4 separate regions of the Mus musculus genome follow, and regions 1, 2 and 4 are each linked to region 3. The links are chromatin contacts, called in public HiChIP or PLAC-seq and promoter capture Hi-C maps. All regions are on one chromosome and are shown on one strand. Each heading gives the region's core, a stretch centred on a gene start, on an enhancer-like site or on the middle of the called end of the contact. The rest is flanking DNA. Distances are from core to core; before and after follow the strand shown.

Region 1 (2,700 bases), core at 101-2,600, 560 kb after region 3:
TTCCATGAATGGACTGAGCAGGCTGCTCACCCAGAGATAAAGGGACCAGGATGTCCCAGACCAGATAAGCATGGCCTGGCCACACCAGGGCTTAGACATTAACTTTTACAGCCCCCAAACAGCCCCATCAGGCAATGCCAGAGCCGTAACCATCCCCCAGAGACAATTGAGTCACACACAGTCCAGAGGTGAGCCACCGCCCTGCTGACCTTCAGGACTCTGGGCCTCGATTCTCCACCCCTGGCCTTTCCTGAGGCCACTACCATATACTGACCAGGAACAAGAGCTCAGGTGACCTATACGTGAGAAACTCCTGAGCACACACAGCAACACGGACACAGCCCCATAAAGGGCCACTGTCCCACCCTAACCCTTCCCCTACCTGGGCCTGTTTCTCCATCTGGAAAATGAGGTTCTCAAAATCTGTATGACCTTTTGTGGTATCAACATTTTAGGTCTCCGTGTGACTGTAGTCACTCTTTCACAGAACAAGCAAGTTTGTGTTTGGGAAACGTTGGTGGTCAGAGTCTGGCCTCGTACAATTGTCCATCAGTCTGGGAATCTGGCCAGGACCCAACAGATAGAAATCTACCAATGCCAGAGTCCCTGACTGAATGGTGTCGTGTCCACACAGAACCCACACATCCTCCCGCACATCTGGAAGATTCTAGAAGGGTGACAGCGGCTAACTCAATGGGAATGCTAAGTGGATGCTTGCTCTCTTGTATCACCTAGGCAACACTGCCAAGGAAAGATGCCTCTGTGTGTTCAGTACCGATGATGGTGAACCCACAAGCACAGAGGACTCTAGCCGCACATGACCAACAAGTGTTTGTTAAATGACTTTGAGATGTACAGAAACTAGGGCAGATTCACTGTGCTAATAAGCATTCTATAAATATTCCTTGAGCCACAGGTAGCCTATTATACAGATGAGAATATAGAGGCTTGACAGGGCTGCCCCAAAGCTACTCAGCACAGACGTGAAGAAGAAGGAATAAACTTAAGCTGGTGGTGACGAGCGGCGGCTGAACCACCCTGCGGCCAGCCACCTTTCCGCTCTGGATTCATTTCTCTTTGAGGAAGCAGGGATAGTGTCTGCAGCTAGTCCCCAGGTCAAGAGCTGGGGGCCTTCAGGCTCTAACACAGTGCAGAAGACGGAAGCTTCTGGTTAGTCAACCAAAGCCTGAAAGAGGAAGTCATGAAGGCAGACTTAAAAAAAAAAAGCAAGAGTCAACCTAAATCCAGCCTAGTCTGTCAGCTGCCTGTCCCTGTAGGTGGAGTCCCTGGACCTCCCCACCTCTGAGTATCAGCCAAACAATGTGGCCATTGAGTGGGGCGTCCACACCCACGAGGCCTCCTCGGTCCAGCCTTGTTTTTCCATGCCAGTTCCGCCCACCACCTTGCAGCAAGCCTGGGTTAGGAATGAGCTTTCCCCGGACCCGGCAGCCTTGGAATGAGGCTTGAATCAGAGGCAATAACCTGGGTCCTTGAATGCATGCAGGGGTGGACGGTTCAGTTTGCTGTTCTGGCCCCAGCCACCCTCCACTCCATGTCCATACCCAAAGGTGCTTGCCCAGGCCCCAAGGCATCTCTCAGATGGGACTGAGGTGACTCTGTGGCAGGCATGCTTCACTCCTAGTCAGTCCACCCTAGATACTAGGCATCCGGGCTTCAGGCTCAGAGTCCCCTGGGCTGCATTCCTGGCCACAGTGCAGGAAACGTTAAAGTCAGAGCTAAGCTCAGGTTCTCTAGTGAAGGTCAAAGAATCAATTTCGAGAGGGACAACTCAGTCTGGCTAGCTGGCTGGCTGGCTGGCCACCATTTCATAAGACTAACTAGAAACAGCACTGAGCCCAGAAGGGAATAAACCAGGGCTATTTCCAATCATGGCCACCAAGGACTCAGGACGAGGACTTGGAATACTTTAGACAGGGCACACAGGACAAGAGCCACATCAATGGTGTAGGAGGCTCCTCCTCAGAGCTTGCATTCCCTACCATATAACTTACTGAAGGCTTCATAGCAGTGAATCCCTGAGAGGCAGGCAGGGTTGAAGCCAGAGATGGATAGTGAGATGGGACAGTGGGTATAACAAACAGATAACACTTGACAACTCATAGAGCCAGAGAGATATGCAGTGTCAGGGTCCCGAGTCCCACCAGTTAACAAGGGGGTTGTGGGGACACAGCCTTTCCACATCCCCAGGGCCACCTCTTTCCCATAGCACAGCCTCATGGAGCCAATGCATCTCCTTGGCCAGGATATGCCTGGGCTTCATGGAGTGTACCAGTCTGCTCATCTCAGAAACTGCAACTTCATCCATCAAGTCTGGATAACTGTAGAGCCTGCCTCCCGGTCACAGTCAAACAGGTAACACAGGGGACCAGTGTTTGGTAAATGGACTAAATACAGATATAGCTAGTAACGCCCAAGTGGCATCCTCACAGGACACTTGAGAGACTAGACCAGCTCTGAGCCTGTGTTCCCAGCATCTAAAACTTCCTGCAGCTAATTCAGTGTATGAACGAATGACCACTGAATGAATAATGTCTCCGCCTGCTCCAGGGGGGTGGCATCAATCCCATGAGACTGGCCTATGGAATGCCATAACCACATAAGCAGTTTTACAATGGAGCAGAGGTCACAAGAATCACAGGGTTAGGGTTCTCATGGGGACAGCCCTGTTGAGTCCTCCTG
Region 2 (2,745 bases), core at 89-2,588, 860 kb after region 3:
TACTTCTGCAGAGGGGGTCTTGAATCCACATTGTTTTACATTTGAAATGAAGCCTCTCTTCTGTAAGACTTTAACATCAGAGTCGGAAGGTATGGCCTGCAGAGCTCAGGCTGGCTCTGCTCCTTCACAACAGCTCAAATCCAGCTTCTGGCGGGGAAACTGGGGTCCCCAGTGGAGTCCACGGTGTGACCTACGTTTTGATTTCTGGAATAGCTGATGGTATTTCTTCACAATGATGTGGACACCTTGGGAGTTGAGGTGATGCATCCCAGGTTAGTTAGTCCTGGGTTCTCCTATCCAGTGCTGTCAGTATTGGGTAAGGCAGCCTCAGAGGGGAGTACAGTGGACTTCTGTAGACTGGGATCTCATCATTTCCCCCACACGCAGCATTATTACCACGTCCATTTCAGAGCTAGTGACGGTAGAAAAGATTGAACCCAGGGCCTCGTATATAATGTCAAGTGCTCACTAGCAAGCAACATCTCTTTCCCTTTTTGAGAAGGCCTCAATGAGTTGCCCTGCCTGGCTTTAACTTCCTATCCTGCTACCCTAGTCTCCCTAGTAGCTGGAAATACAGGTCTCCACCACTGAGCCTGGCTGTCACTATTAATTACATAGAAAATTATACTGTGAATACTCCTGTGAAGGTTGCTGGCAAAAAATGGGTCCAGAGATCATAGTTGGGGAAACTCTGGGCTCCTTGGTTTAGGTCTTCCTATCTCAGAGGCAACCACTGGGGTCCCAAGGCTCTGGCTAATCAAGTGGCAGAATGGCCCGGGGGAGTAAGAGGGAAAACCTGGACCACAGTCCTGCCTGGCTCAAGTGCCCCGGTCCCTATGCACTCCCGCTGGTTCCGTGGGAAGGTCCCACGACCCATCCCAGGCACCTGGTTCCATCTCTCTGTCTGCTTCCCTCCCAGCCCCTTCCTACTCCTGACCTCACACAACACTCAAATCACACATGACTGGGATAAAGGCTTGCAAAATGAGTTAAAGTCATTCCTTTCACATCACACATCCAAACCATCAAAAGGCAAACATAAGTGCAACTCTCAGACACTGGCAAATATTCAAATGGTACCTTCTCATTGAGTAATAGTTGGGGGGCGGGGAGGGGGAGGTTGAAATACGACTATTTTCTCTCTTTGTAAAGTTTGAAAACATGATTGTTATGTGATGAGCAGGCTAGTACAATCCAGACCACCGCTCCTGCCTTTCTTACAGTTTAAAGTTTATACGCTCTGGTTAAATCAAGTGTATGACTTTAAACTGCAGACAGCTTTCCCTAGCGAGCTACTAGAGTGCAGCCAAGGCGTCGCGCCGGCGCAGTCGCCTGTCCGGGCATGCGCGGGGGCTGTGGAGCGCCGCTCGGCGAAGTCTCGCGAGAGTGAGCGCCGAGGCCGAGGTGCCGGCTTCCTCCGTGTCCCTGCGGGCCCGGCGCCTGCCTTCGGCTTTTGCGGTCCCTACGCGAGTTCCTCTCAGGCGCACGCCCGGGCTCCCGCAGGATGGGGGACAATACCAGCCCCATCAGCGTGATCCTGGTGAGCTCGGGCAGCAGGGGCAATAAGCTGCTCTTCAGGTACCCCTTCCAGAGGAGCCAGGAGCACCCCGCGTCCCAGACAAGTAAGTGGCTCCTGGCGGTCACCCGCCCCGCCACGCGCAGTGCACAGTGCGGAGGAGGAGGAGGAGGAGAGGGGCCGCGGCACGACTCCTGAGTCTCCAGCCCATGAAATAAAAATGCGTAAGAATTGCCAGCTCCAGCAGTGGTGCGCATCTGGGATCCCAGCGCCCCGGACGCGGAGGCCGGGGTATTGCCATGAGCCCAAGGCCAGCCATTTCTCCAGACAAATCCAGAAAGACACCAGATTTTACAAGCACAGACACGAATTTATAAGTTATTTTAGAAAATATAAGCGACTTTAAGGTCTGAAGTTGATCTTGAACTCTGGTCCATGCCCATTGTGGATAACTGCTCACCATCTTGATAATCATCCCTCCTGTATATAAACTCTGAAAGTGTACCCACCAAAAAATAAAATACAGCATCATCCTTTCCCCGAGCCCCTCAGAGAATCTCAGGACACTCATTTGTTATTTTGTAGCATCCGCCTTGAAGGTTCTTGGAGTTATTGAGCACATAACTCCTGTCTAGTCGCAGTACACTGCTGCATGGATCAGGCATAGCCTGCCTCTGTAGGCAGTGTTCTTTAAAGCTCGCTAATATAATACAAAGGGTTTTAAGTTATAAAAACATAAAGATGGTACCAAGCTCTCAGAACCCCCTCCCTCATCCCCCTAAAGGGCAACTATCGTCACCATTTTCCAAATCTGTTTATACACAAGCAAAGCACACATTCCAAGTACAAAAGGAACTACATGGCCCATTTTTTCCCTGATATATATATATATATATATATATATATATATATATATATATATATATATATTGAAATAGACCGGATGGTCTTTTTGCTCATTTTCTTCTGTACTTTATGTCTATGTCTTAAACAGGTTCAACCTCACCCTGAGACAGGTTTCCTGTGTAGTCCTGGCTGTCCTGAAACTCACTCTGTAGACCAGGCTGGCCTTGAACTCAGAGATTTGCCTGCCTCTGCCTCCTGAGTCCTGGGACTAAAGGCCTGGGCCACCACCGCCGCCAGCCACCTTGTTCTTATTAATGACTGCAGTGAAGTCCATGAGATGAGCGTACTCTGGTTTATTCGTCCAGCCCCTGTTGAGGGCAGTA
Region 3 (2,797 bases), core at 40-2,539:
CCCGCCCGCTGTGCCTCCTCCAGCTCCCCGAAAGCAGTCGTCCCTCAGCTGGGCCCACGGTTCTAGCGGTTCAGGAAGATTTTATTACTTTGGAACAGGCCAGAAAGCTGCATGTGACACAGTAGTGTATGTTAGTATGTGCACATACATGTGTGTGTGTGCATGTGTGTGCTTGTGTTTGCATCCATGTGCATGCATATGTGTGCATTTGTGTGTATGTATACTCACTTGCCGGGCTTGGATACTCCCTGAAGGCTGCCTTTCATCTCTTTATATCCTCATGTGCTTGTTCATGAAGGTACTGAGTACGTTTCTCCCAAAGGTTCAAGAGGAACTTGCCACTCACCGTAGCTCTATTGCTAAGTCATCTCTCTGCCCTCTGCTCTTTGTAAGGACTCTCTCTGCTTCTATACTGAACTGAGAGTGAAGTCAGTTGGGACAGGTGGCATGGGAAATGGGCCGCTGCTTAGGAACTTGTGCTGGGAAAATTGATTCCATTATACTCAAGATAACGGGAGAATGGTCAGTCCTGTTGAAGTGGTATTTGATTTCTTGAGCCTTTAGCTCTGCTCTTTGGTCCCTTATCCCTGGGTTGAGGACCAAGGAAATGTCACATAAATAATAACTGCTTCCTTTAATTGAGCACCTACTATCTCCCAGGCATTGGGCAAAAAAAAAAAATAACTGCAGATAATTTTGACAGGTTGGCACCACTACCATTCCCATTTCACAGGTGGGAAAGCTGAGGGTTGGCCACATTCCTGGGCACTTGTCCCACGTCCCATACTAGAGCTAGGCGGGATTCAAAGCCGGGTTTGGAAGGGACAGATTCCAACCACACACCCATACCAACCCAAACTGCAAAATAATAGTAATCCGCAGAGCGTCGGATGCCTAGGAGTGGTTTCAATTAGTGATTCACTTTCCGCCGTCGCAGGCCGGTCGGCGAGGGGGTCCCTCAGCGGCTGGGACGGCGGGCAGGGGCGGGTGTCTGGTCCCCTGGCCTGGCCCGTCCCCGTCTTGGCCAGCAGTTTCCTGCGGCGGCTGCCCAGCCCCGCGTCAGGCGCTTTGTTCTCCTGCCCGCCTGGGCCTCCTCCCAGACCAACCTGCTTTGAGTTTGAGACTCGCTTTTCTCCTTTGCTCCCTCTGTGCTCTGTGCCCCCCGCGCGAAGTCCGGTGCCGCCTAGTGCCGCCTCCTGCCTGCGCTCTTCCCGGTATCCTGACCCCCAGGAGTGCCATCGCGGGGTCAGGAGAGCGCCCAGTCCCCACTGGCTGCAGCCCCCGCCGCCTCCTGCCGGCTGGCCGCTGAGTCACCGCTTCCAAGGGAGCCGGCTCCGATTTCCTGCCCCCTTGCCCTCTCTCCCGTCATTAATATTGGTGACGGTTCAGCTGGCTCAAGGCACAGCAGCGAAGCGGGCCCTATCCCCTGCCTCCACCTCTGCACCCTCCTTCCAGCCCAGCTGCCTTGGCCACCCTTCTGGACACAGAGGCTTGGTGGCCCCCATCCCTGTGCTGGGTGGGGTGGGAATCATGCTTTTGGTAGGCTGTCGGTGGCCCCTCCCTGCTCACCCAGACTGTGTGGGGAGTCCCCTCTTTGATGGCTGGGTGTGTCTCTCCTATACAACCTGGGCTTACCCCTCAGCTCTTTCCACATATTGCTGCCCCAACCTTCATCGCCTGCTTGGGAAGCTTCAGGTTCCAACTGATCTATCTTCTCTTCCTCCCTGGACCAGTTTAGGGCTCAGTTTGGGTTCTTTGTGCTGCTCACACCATCTCCAAGATGTGGACTTAGGGCTTCAAGCATGAGCCATTACAGCCCTACCCTGCTCTCTCCATGGACCCTTCTTCTTGGCTCACCTTCAGTGGTCTCTAGATTTAGCTAGCCCCTAGCTAGCTCACTGTCCTCCCTCAGCCGTCTATGCCCCACCCCCACCCTCCAGACCCCCACTTGCTGAGCTCATAAAGAACCTGAGGTGTGCAAAAGCAACAGAGGGCCTAGATTGGCTCTTGCTCTCAGCCTCCTGTAGGACCGATGCCAGGGGGATTGATACCCTGTCTCAGTCTCACTGAACCTTGGGGCTTTGTAAGGGAGACTCAGTCTAGCATTTAAGGAGGCTCTGCCTGACTGTCTCTTCCTCCTTCCCCTGTGAAGATAGGTTTATTTTACTTTATTTTATTTATTTTTTTGAGACATGGTCTCCTCCAGCCAAGGCTATTCTGGGACTCTGGAATTCCCTATGTAGCCAAGGAGGACCGTAGGCTCCTGATCCTCCTACCTCCCGAGCGCAGAGACTGGGGGCATGTCCAACACCCCTGGTGCATGTGGTGCTGAGAATGCACCCAGAGTTCTGTGCGTGTCAAGTAGGCACTATATGGACTGAGCTACACCCCCAGCCTGAAGACAGGACTTGACATTACTTCTGCACCCATGGCAACTCTGACCTCTGCTGCCTTAGATGGAACACCTTAGCAGGTATTTCCTCTTTCCTGGTTATAGGTGCCAGCCTCGAACATCCCTGGCCAGTGCTCTTTGGGCCCTGAAAACAGCTATTTCAGATGCACTAGCCATTGACGGGAGCCATTCATTTCCTCTATCTGTCTTGGAGCCCTGCATGCTCTGGTGGCCCTGCTCCCAGCCACTTCTCTCAACCATATCCACTTGGCCAGAAGGTAGCACAGTCCACAAAGAGTTCCTGAGCATCTATCATATGCTAATCAGAACCTCCTCGTCTGTCCCTTCCTGTCCTTATGGGAGCAATGGAGCTGCAGAGTCTTTCAGGGCAGGTGGTTAAGACGA
Region 4 (2,860 bases), core at 92-2,591, 590 kb after region 3:
GGTGTGCACCACCACGCCCAGCTGAGAGTCTTAGTTCCTTACAAGCTTCCCAAGGATGCTATAGCATCTTTCCTAGGGAGCACACTTCTGGGGCGAGAAGCAGACCAACGCTAGCATATCAATTTCAAGTCAAAGGGAGCATGGCCCGACTTGGGGAACTGGAAAAGCCCTTTCTGGGGTCCAGCATCCTGAAAGGGTCAGTGAGGCCTCTAACTACCAAAGCCCCAAGGACAATGACATATGGCTTTGGAGGGCAGCTAAGACAGCTGAACTATGGGAGTCTCCCAATAAAAGTAGGGGATGCTATGCTGTAGTGGCCAAACCTACAGTCCAAGCTACTCCAGAGACTGAGGCAAGTAGATCTGGGAGACCAGCCTGAGCAGCCTGGTTGGGGAAGCCGGGGGAGGGGGAGGGTGTTGAGGAGGAGGAAATGAGAAAGGGTGGAGTCAAGATGAGTTAGGTACTTTGAACAACAACCCAGGCACTCAGAATTGGCTCAGAGGACCAAACCCCAGGAGCTGTCCGTCTGCACACGTGTCTATATGGAATCATCTATGCCCCACCCACTCCTCCTCAGCCTGTCTTCCTCCAGGGGAGAGGTAACTGCAGACAGGGAGCCTCTGGTGACTCAGGCGACTAGAAGCCAAATCTGTGCCCTGCAGCTGCATTCACAGGACCCTGTCCTCGCTTTCCGTTGAGCCTTCTAATCCCAAGCCTGTCCTCACTTACTCCAGGGCCCTTCTGACCTCCCCAGTACCGATCGTAGGCTCATCTTCAGAAGTGTCCTCAACTCCCAACCCTTGCAGGCACAGCCCAGAGCCTGAATATTCCCACAACATCGGTATAGTCCCTCTTTAAAAGATGTGTCCCTATCACCGTGATCCTGGGGATGCCTCCGGTAGCCCCCTGGGATGCCTCGATCCTACAAACGTCCCTTTGTGCCCTGTACAGGGCACACAGGAAGTGCTCAGAAGCAGCTGTGCGGGGGGTGGGAGTGGGGGTCAGGGGCTCGCAGGACCTGGTAGGCTCAGCAATCGGAACTCTCACCTTGTAGACTTTGCCGAAGGCGCCGTCTCCCAGCTCGCCCACGATCTCCCATACATCGTTGGGGTCCAGGTCCCGGCGGACGTGCTCATATTCACGGGACTTTCTCTTCTCGAAGGTGGATAACCGCAAGATGCGGCGGAAATTGGCGAAAGCCATGCTGGATGAGGAGCGCGACGACAGGACCCGCGGCTTCGGAGAGCCGCCCTCCTCGCAGCGCAGCACCCGCCGAGTGCGCCAGCGGCCACAGGGAGCTGCAGGAACCGCGGCCCGCCCGCCCCGCCCCGCCCCCTCCTAGACCCGCCTGCAGGACGCCCGGCACCCGCGCGCGCGCCTGTCCCCGCCGGCTCCACCTGCTCTGCGGCGCCCCGAGACCCCTCAATTGGCTGCGGGAGCTCGCGGCTCCGCCCGCGCCGCGGGGCACTCTGGAGACTGTAGTCCGCCGGGTGGCCGGCCCCTGGGCCCGCTGCGCCTCCCGGAACCCCAAACCTCCGGGGTTCAGCTGGTGTCTTTCAACCGCCGTCGGTGCCGAGTGGGTGCATCAGCGCACAGAACTCTCCCGCTGAGGCTTGGTTCGCCAGCTTCCCGCGCGAGATGCCCGCACCCCTCGCCCCGGGACTCACCCCAGTCCTCGGTGCTCTTTGCCTCAAAGTTCACGCGGTCCCAGGTGGCTTTCGCCACACTTCCTAGGCAGGTCTCGTGCTGCCTCTGAGCCCCGCAGAAAGCAGAGCCCCGCGCTTACGCCCATCCGGACTTTCCCCGCCTCCGCCAGCCACAAACGGCCGGGACGCTGGACATGAAACGAGAGTCCCTTTAGGACCTTTAGGCTTCATGGTAGGTTAGCAAATATATTCCTTATTAAGTAAAACTTTCTAGTTATTTTGCGAATTAAAAAGCCCCATTAGAGATAAAAGCGGAGTCATCTCTGGGATGGTGCTCCTATATCCTGGTCCTCATCCCTCTCTACCTTGGCTGCGGGCGTCCCGCATCTTGCACAGCGTCTTTGCTTGGTATCAGAACGTGGGTTCTAGTGATTGTGCTGGGGGCTGGGCAGCTGCAGAATCTATGCTGGAGACCCTCCCATCCTGAACAAGAGTGTCTCACACTCGGGCACTCTTAACTCGAGAAAGCGTTTTAATTGTTGGTCCCCTTCGTCCGGACTCTTCGAAAATATCCCTAGAGTCTCGCGCCAAATGCTGTTCCCCCATTCGAAAAGCCGGCTGGAGAGTGAATACTAGGCGCGGAGAGGGTTGTGTGTGCTAAGGACGTCCGGAATAAAAGTTGCTCCAGTTCCAATTGTTCCCACCACAAAATGAGTGCGGGGAAAATTTATAATTAAAAGAAGAAAATGTCATGCAAAACTGTTCTTGTTGAGTCAGCCTGTGGACCAGCCAAAGTGTACATCTGTCACTCGGTTGAGCGGGACCTGCTGAAGTCTGTGCAGCTATACCGGGTGGACAGAGGGTCAGAATGCGCTAACCATTTCCAGGAGTTCCAAAAGAAAACAAAGTAAGGATAAAAATGGAAAGGTCCGTTAAAAATGTCCTGCTACATGAAAGAAGCCAGACCCAAAGATCGCACGAGGTATGACTGCATTTTTATGACCGGTCCAGAAAAGGCAACGCTGTGGAGTTGCTCCCAGACACGGGGACTGACTGGAAAGAGCCATGAGGAATCTCACTCTGGTGGTGAAAATGCTGGGTCTCAGTGGCAGGGGGTGGGGGTGGGGGCGTAAAGGGACAGTTCCACAACTCCGGAAACTTGCCCCAAATCACGAGTGACTTTTGTTTTGTAAGGTGTTTGGGTGGGGGGCGTG

What was found. Promoter capture Hi-C pulls out the DNA fragments that hold promoters and counts their contacts. HiChIP or PLAC-seq counts read pairs in DNA pulled down with a chosen protein or histone mark.
Region 1: a contact with region 3 is called in a FOXA1 HiChIP or PLAC-seq map of pancreatic cancer cells. The contact joins two enhancer-like sites. A contact is called at or near these places in 2 of 115 datasets of contacts at active chromatin or transcription factors (differentiating embryonic stem cells and pancreatic cancer cells) and 1 of 9 other capture datasets (embryonic stem cells).
Region 2: a FOXA1 HiChIP or PLAC-seq map of pancreatic cancer cells shows a contact between it and region 3. The contact joins the promoter of Nprl3 here to the enhancer-like site in region 3. A contact is called at or near these places in 5 of 39 promoter capture datasets (the C10 cell line, hippocampal neurons, liver and 1 more) and 1 of 115 datasets of contacts at active chromatin or transcription factors (pancreatic cancer cells).
Region 4: a contact with region 3 is called in a promoter capture Hi-C map of frontonasal cranial neural crest. The contact joins the promoter of Stk10 here to the enhancer-like site in region 3. A contact is called at or near these places in 5 of 39 promoter capture datasets (cranial neural crest, embryonic stem cells, frontonasal cranial neural crest and 2 more), 1 of 115 datasets of contacts at active chromatin or transcription factors (forebrain) and 1 of 9 other capture datasets (embryonic stem cells).

Annotation. Positions count from the first base shown.
Region 1 is chr11:32,563,836-32,566,535 of GRCm38.p6, reverse strand. The region is part of intron 2 of Stk10 (serine/threonine kinase 10); the gene reads right to left. Among named protein-coding and RNA genes, the nearest start is that of Stk10, 32 kb to the right of the region's middle. Within about 2 kb of position 1,350, at least 175 of the 459 cell types and tissues checked have an H3K27ac peak or open chromatin away from gene starts, as enhancers often do. A contact at or near this core is called in pancreatic cancer cells, where this site is marked.
Region 2 is chr11:32,266,300-32,269,044 of GRCm38.p6, reverse strand. It overlaps Nprl3 (nitrogen permease regulator-like 3), which reads left to right and starts at 1,338. Exons shown (of 13, transcript NM_181569.3): 1 at 1,338-1,622. The coding sequence starts at 1,505. RefSeq lists enhancers at 1-99, 1-262.
Region 3 is chr11:33,121,418-33,124,214 of GRCm38.p6, reverse strand. The region is part of intron 4 of Fgf18 (fibroblast growth factor 18); the gene reads left to right. Among named protein-coding and RNA genes, the nearest start is that of Fgf18, 25 kb to the left of the region's middle. Within about 2 kb of position 1,289, at least 50 of the 459 cell types and tissues checked have an H3K27ac peak or open chromatin away from gene starts, as enhancers often do. A contact at or near this core is called in pancreatic cancer cells, where this site is marked.
Region 4 is chr11:32,531,747-32,534,606 of GRCm38.p6, reverse strand. Stk10 (serine/threonine kinase 10) reads right to left here and starts at 1,341. Exons shown (of 19, transcript NM_009288.2): 1 at 1,048-1,341. The coding sequence starts at 1,203. It also overlaps a transcript of Efcab9 not described here.